Linked DNA regions of Sus scrofa: region 2 is linked to region 1. A link is a contact called in public Hi-C data. All regions are on one chromosome and are shown on one strand. The core of a region is the stretch at or near the end of the contact, and the rest is flanking DNA. Distances in the headings are between cores, read along the strand shown.

What was found. Hi-C and Micro-C count contacts between places; a contact is called where the count stands out from the background.
Region 2: a Hi-C map of subcutaneous adipose tissue shows a contact between it and region 1, with 1.6 times the contacts expected there. The contact joins the promoter of AKAP6 here to the enhancer-like site in region 1. A contact is called at or near these places in 11 of 47 Hi-C or Micro-C datasets (brain, embryonic fibroblasts, epiblast stem cells and 5 more) and 2 of 2 datasets of contacts at active chromatin or transcription factors (alveolar macrophages and skeletal muscle).

What each region holds. Positions count from the first base shown.
Region 1 is chr7:67,426,364-67,429,849 of Sscrofa11.1, reverse strand. All of the region lies in intron 1 of AKAP6 (A-kinase anchor protein 6), which reads left to right. Among named protein-coding and RNA genes, the nearest start is that of AKAP6, 34 kb to the left of the region's middle. Within about 2 kb of position 2,234, at least 27 of the 83 cell types and tissues checked have an H3K27ac peak or open chromatin away from gene starts, as enhancers often do. A contact at or near this core is called in fetal skeletal muscle, retroperitoneal adipose tissue and subcutaneous adipose tissue, where this site is marked.
Region 2 is chr7:67,460,233-67,463,854 of Sscrofa11.1, reverse strand. It overlaps AKAP6 (A-kinase anchor protein 6), which reads left to right and starts at 1,708. Exons shown (of 16, transcript XM_021099874.1): 1 at 1,708-1,960.

The DNA.
Region 1 (3,486 bases), core at 985-3,484:
CTTTCCTGAAATTTCCAAACCAACACCCCTGGTTCAACAAAGATCTGTTTTCTGAGAGGAGTAATAATGAAGTCAGATACTTTGGCCCCACACTTACTGTCTGGTGAAATGAACAACCTGATAAGACCTGGAGGAATGGGGATAACTCTGGCACCGGCAAGTTGTGACCTGAGGTAAAGCCAGGGTTTCCTCATCAGCGGAAGCAGCTATATTAGTTCCTCTGTCAGATCCTTTCTAGCTCTACCGTTCTGTTTTGCATGGCAAATAGCATTCAGGAAAGAACAGGGCACGGAGCATCCCCAGGAACCTGGATACTTGTTTGGGGAGGAGGGCAGAACCAGATTAGACTCTGAAAACAAAGGAGGAGAGCCTGGAGAAGGAGCATGATTTGGCAGTCAAGTCTGGGCTATTTAAAAAATGTTTCTAGAGCATATATTCCTGGGTCCAATTTCTAAAGAAGGCAGGGTGGTAGAACAGATACGATTGTTGCAGACTTTTTTTGGACGCTCAATTACCGGTACTTTTGAGAGTTCAAAGGAGTTTTGAAAATTACCTACAAAACTCATGGTACAAACTCATGGTTGTAGATCCTATCCCTGAGCTGCAGCTTGTTGCTATAAAGAGCTTTGTGGTAAGGATTTTCTGGTTGTGTCGAGTGTTTCTCTTTAACTCTCCTGTTCAGGATGGAAATGGAGTACCACAGCCAATATTCTTTGAATCCTGGAGAGCAAGTGACCTACTTAGTTACTATTGTGCCTGAAATATTCAATTAGAATTTATTTTAGGAAATACTTTTTCAGCTTGAAACATGATTTTGCTTTTGTGAAAACACTCTTCAGTAGAGACACAAAGATTAGTTTTCTTGGCTGTTCTGACCCCATTATCCGTAGTAACTTTGGACACTATGTGACTTTTCTCCTTGGAAAAAGGCAATGTAAAATCCTTGGGCTTTTTTAGCAAAGACAGTTCATAACTATACCTTTATAAGCAGATGTGATGGAGATTAATGAAAGCTTTGATTGGGTTTAGAATTTTAAAAATGCCTGAGTTCCTTGCTAGGCTCTCTAACAGCTCTGTGATGTTGATCCTGATCTTTATAGTTTATTGGTCAGGCTTTCTTTACCCTGCACTCTTTCCCTTTGCAGAGAGTTTCAGCCTCTCTGTGAGGACTTAAGTACTGTGTAAACACGGCTGGGGTGGAATGTGTGTGGGACTTTTTATTTGCAAAATTTCTTCTCTCAAGACTTTCAAAGAAATCGTACCCAGGACCAACCCAGAGGCAGAAACCTTGGGTGGCTTTGCAGTTTTCTATGTGTGTGTTCTGCCATCTGCTGGAAAAGGATTACCAAGCTTGGAAAGCTGACTGCAGTGTGGAAGAGGGTGTGCACTCCTGGCCCCTCCATCCCTCTCCCAGGGCTGGGCAGAGTACACAGCAAAGCTTATAAGATGCCAGGATGCACTGGGTTTTCTGTTGGGGCACCTTGGCTCACAGCTAGAGTCATCTCACAGGGATTGCCCTACCAGTCTGCTGAGCTCAGGTCCACGCTGCTTTGGGAGCCTGCACCACAGTATCCTATGGCCTCATTATTCTGGGTACACAGTTTGTTGATTGGGATTGCCTTGGTGTACTTTTTACTGGTTTAAAGTGGAAACAAAACAAAACATTCAGTTCAAGTAAGGGGCAGGGTGGCTCCCTTCCTTGTGCTCTAGTATAAGAGGGCCAACTGATCTATTCAGGCAAGATATACCTCTTTTCTCTGAGATCATAATCTCCTTACTTTTTGGTGTTAAAATGTCCTTTTACAAAATGATGGTAAGAGAGGAGAGTTATCATGTTAAATGTATATTTGCATGGCAAAAGTCAAAGTTAGCAGCTGTGAGTCAGTTTTCTAATTCTTTAAAAACAAATGTGGTTTGCTACTTACTCCCTATGGTGTCACCTTTTCCTTCATGTGACAATTCAGTAGAGAACTAGGGTCAATGATCCTCCATTGTAACTTCCACATTTTCCCTAGCAAATTCTCCATAGATTTTTCTGTGCTGTGACCCACATAGAAACACAAAAATAATAGTGTGGTAGAATGAGGATAATGTCTCCTAACTGGGTCGCTGCTTTAAGAGATGGGTTTTTGTCTGTAGTACACGCTTGGCCTGGTTTCACACCCCTTTGGATCATTTTCTTCCTCTGGAGTTCTTGATGGAATGTGACCTTCCCGGCAGGATGTGTCTGTGGGACTCCCAGGGGAAGACTTAGATTTTTGGCAGCCAGATCCTCAAGGCAACTTGACAGGATGTGAAGGCCCAGCCTCCTTGTTTCTTCTGAAAGTTTCTCAGAGGCTTAGAATACTTTTGAAACATTTTGATATCTATGATTAGTTAAAAGGTTGTAGTAATTGAAGTCATGAAACTTATTTTCTTCTTTATTGAGGGTTGTACTTACAGAAGAGCATGATTTTTCCCCCAAATATTTTAAAGCCTTAATTCAAATAAAATTATAAAGAGTAAAGAAAAAAATACAAGTGGGGCTACTCTGATTGAGACAGCTTTGGTACCTGGCTCAGTGGAACCTGAATTGAAAATTGCTGGCATGGAAAACCTGAATTGAGGTTTATTTTTGAGAAGATATTTAGCTAAGAGGGCAGATAGTTGAGATCTGAGTAGGTGGAAGCTGGGAAAATAGGTTTGTACTGAAGCCAGAGCACATGGTGTCTTCATTGGAAATAGATGTTCCCAGAGAATAAACTTTTTTTTTGTATATTTATCTGTTGATAACCACTGCTTCTGAATGAGCAAGAAAACTCAGGATTGCAGGGTATGAATTTCATAGGGACACACACAGAGGCTTATGACCTAAAGGCCATGTGAAGAAGGTGGAAAAGTCCTCCCTAGTTAAATTTTCATGGGCCAGATTGTTAGAAACATGTCCAAGAAGTGATTTCATAAAACGTTTGAAACTTGGCTGAAAACCCTGGCTGATCTGTATCATCTGGTAAATATTTAGAACTTTGTGTATATTATTTTCAAGAAAAGGCAGTAAACTGTAGAAAAAAAAATTCTTTACCAAAACCAAAACGCTGCAGGACTGTTAGCTCTTGAATCTGAATCAACCCCCTCCCCTGCCCTTCCACCCCCTCCCAAGGTGTGGTGAAAAGGAAAGAGGTCTTATTTCTGATAGAATTAGGTCACTCGATCAAAATTTACTATGGTTTGCTTGTTAACTTAGCAACATCTGGACATATGATAGATTCATTTTTTATCACCTGGTCGATTTTTGTTTGTATTTTTTTTCTTATCCGAAAGAGCTTATGAGATTTCAACATTACCTGAATCTTACAATCTCAGTATGTAACTCAACAGCAATTGAAAATGTGAATTTTCCTATATAGTAGGAGAACTAGAAAGCAGAAAGTTAGCGTTCAGGAATAATACTCCCCAAAGGGCGCAATCAAACGTCAAAGCCATGTCCTAGTTTCCTCAGGTTTTAGC
Region 2 (3,622 bases), core at 459-2,958, 35 kb before region 1:
TGAGTGGGTCCGCGACGTCAAATATCTCTAAATGTCCCGCGGTCGCCGGGAAGAGGCGCAGCTTGGTCACCGTAAGTGTGATAGCAGAGATATCGCCGTGCCTTATATAGCCTGTGGACAGAGGCTGAATCGTGCTCGCTTCGGCAGCACATATACTAAAATTGGAACGATACAGAGAAGATTAGCATGGCCCCTGCGCAAGGATGACACGCAAATTCGTGAAGCGTTCCATATTTTGCGCCCTGCCCCCTTTGCTGGGGAGAGGTGGGGTTTTGAGATTAGTTTAAGAGACCTGCTCTCCTTTTGCGCCTTGAGGACTCTGGCGAGACTCTTCCACCGCAGTCTAGCTCGACTGCTACCCTGGCATTTCCATGGCCCACCGGTCATGTTTCTATAAGTTACTTGGGTAATCGTAGTGTCTGTAGTCGAATGCTTGTTTTCATTGGTTAAAAAAATCTGCTTTTGGTTTGGGTAATGAACTTTCAAATTTCCTGTGACGGAATCCACCCGATTTAGGTAAAGAGGCATTTTGAGTGCCCCTTAGAAGCCAAATAAGAACAGGCCCACAAGATCTGTCTCAGACTACGGAAAGCAGATACGAATGAGCTTGCTGCGTCAGTTTTTAACTGAATCTGGAGCTCTAGGATCCACATGCACTGGCCAGCGTTGATCTGATCCGATAACAGTCGCTGCTTTGGTCCAGCTCACAATCTGAGCGAGAATTTACGCACTCTAGTCCAACACGACCAAGGAATGTAACAAAGTAGGTCCCAGAAATGTGCGCTAATGTTCTTTACTTCCTTTAGCAGGATTCAGTAACTTAGCGATAATTCAGTAATTTAATAATTTAGAAATGATTTGTTGAGGACTCATCCAGTAATTCATGTCAGGCAGTCTTGAACAAGAGGCGAACCCACTTGGGTCTCTTGCTTTTGTATGGTTGGAGGAGATAAGACCATGAATAAGTCGATTTCAGAACTTTTAAGTTCTATGAAAGGGATGCAAGTTGATATTTCCCTCATTTCCGAGATGTGAAAAGAAGGCATATTTGGACATAAATTTCCATGTGCAACTCAGCTTCATTCTCATTTAATAAATTGCCTCATATGAATATTTTTATAGTGAAAATAAATCACAATTTCAGTATTGAGTGCCAGACGTTTTGCTTTTGACTCACGGTGTTTCCTTTGGACATTAATTTCCAGATGTAACTCAGCTTCATTCTCATTTCATAGATTGCATTATACGAACACTTTTATACTGAAAATAAATCACAATTTCAGGACTGAGTGCCAGACGTGCTTTTGGAGCTTTCAAAAGGCTAAGGCTGTTTAGACCGCGCAAAATATGGAACGCTTCACGAATTTGCGTGTCATCCTTGCGCAGGGGCCATGCTAATCTTCTCTGTATCGTTCCAATTTTAGTATATGTGCTGCCGAAGCGAGCACGATTCAGCCTCTGTCCACAGGCTATATAAGGCACGGCGATATCTCTGCTATCACACTTACGGTGACCAAGCTGCGCCTCTTCCCGGCGACCGCGGGACATTTAGAGATATTTGACGTCGCGGACCCACTCACGAAGCTCGCACGTTTGGTGCCACGATCGCTAGACCGCGGCGATCTGTCGGCTTCACATGTCTGTGGGCCATGCAAATGAGCGCCCGAGGCACCTTGGGTAAAGGGCCGCGTCCGGGGCTCTAGGTGCGGGCGGTGGGTCCTCCTGCTGAGGCGCTCGGTCCGCGGAGCATGCTGGGTGCGGCGAGCGCGGCTGACGGCTCTGGGCTCTGCGCCCTCGAGGATCGGGCGAGCGAGCGGAGCGCGAGCTGTCTGTCGGCGAGGCGGCAGCGGTATAAAGCGGGCCGCCTCACTCACTTCGTTTCTCACTTAAACTTCCTTTGATGAGAATTTGGGGGAAAAAAAAGTAATCACCCAGCCATTACACATCTAGAAAAGTTAAGGTAATTCTTGAATATTCCATAATATGCACTCTGTGGGTTCTGTAAGGCTCTGTAAGGTTTGCGGAGGGAGGAACTGCATACAGCCAAGTAAGTAAAGCAAGAGAGGCTTCTGAAACGTATGGGCTGAGCTCAGGATGGCCTCAGCAGCGACCGTGAGGCTTTCGGCTTATAAAGGCCTGGTGGCAGGAAGAAGGGGCGGGGATGTGGCAAAGGACTTTATTTCAGACTTGACTTAGTTGAAGTCAAATGAGTGAATGCAACCATTCTGTCAAGGACAGGGATTGACGTTAGCAGGAAATAAGTCATCCCTGGTCAGCCGCTTTTCTTTCGTTCTTGTCCAGTGTTGCTCAATCGCAAGAGTCACATCTGCCAACACCCTAGGAACCTATCACGTTCAAATTTCCTTGATTGTTTGAAAGATGCCTTTTATTGTTGGTTTGTTATAGAGATCTAGACTGGTTTGTGTCTTCACTGCTATGAGGCTCTTAGAAAGCCACTTAATGGAGGTCTCTAAACCCCACCTCCCTCACAGTCAAGGTTCTGTCTTTCCACATTGTATTTGGTTGCTGAGCCTCTTAAGTCTCAATTCCCTTAACGCCTCCCTCCCCACCCTCTTTCTCTTTATGCTATTGATTTATTGGGGAAACCAGATATTTGCACCGGGGAACGTCACGATTCTTGCTTTTGGCTCATTTATGACTGATGATCTCGTTTCTCTATCCACCATGTTTCTTGAAAATTTATAGTTAAATGTAAAGTATAATTAGACCCTTCTCAATTTTTTTTATTTTTGGTTAAGGCGTATACTTTCTATGGCATCTCAATGCAGGTAATATCTGGCTGAACCAGTGGGTTCAGGCGAGGTCAGCAGCCTGACCCCTCCATTATAAAGTTTCCCTGTACATCTTTCACTTAGTGATTTTAGAATATACTGATGGATCTTTTGGCCAGGTAGAGGGTCTGGGTCTCTGTTTGTTGGTTTGTTTTTAACCCTTGGATCATGGAGCTTTAAGGATGTAAACCCAAGGCCCTTGGTGTCCAAGTTCTGTACCCCAAGGAAGAAAATTGAGAGAGAAACACCAGAAAAAGAAATGAAGGAAGACTGTCTGATTTCCTTTGAGTTTCTGGATCATTCAATCCTTTCCATAGTTTAGTTACATGAGCTAACAAATTCCCTTTCTTAGGCTAGATTGGAGCCCAGTTTCTGTGTCCTCACTAGTATGAGGCTGTTATGGAGCCACTTAATTGGTCTCTAGGCCTCACCTCCCTCACTCATTAGGCTCTCCTTTAGCTATACTTTTTTTTTTTTTTTTTTTAATGTATAATCAGTTGGATAAGAAAAATAGCTCCACCCACCCTCATCACTATTGAATTCAGCCTGTTTCTTTTCTGGATATTTTCTGAAAGGCTGTACATTTATTGAAACCCTTATCCAGGAGGACAATTGCCAGAAGTATTTAACATTTTGGATTTCCTTATTCTGTTCTCTCCTTTCTGTTACACGGTTGTTTTTTTTTTTGTTTTTTTTCTTTCTCCCGAGTCTCTATGTTCCCTTAGATTTTTCTTCCTGTTTCTTTTTTCCTGGTCCTGGCTCCCTGAGTACATTTACCCAGTTCACCTTATACCTTTGTAATTACTCTCATGTTTTCACTCCACACATTT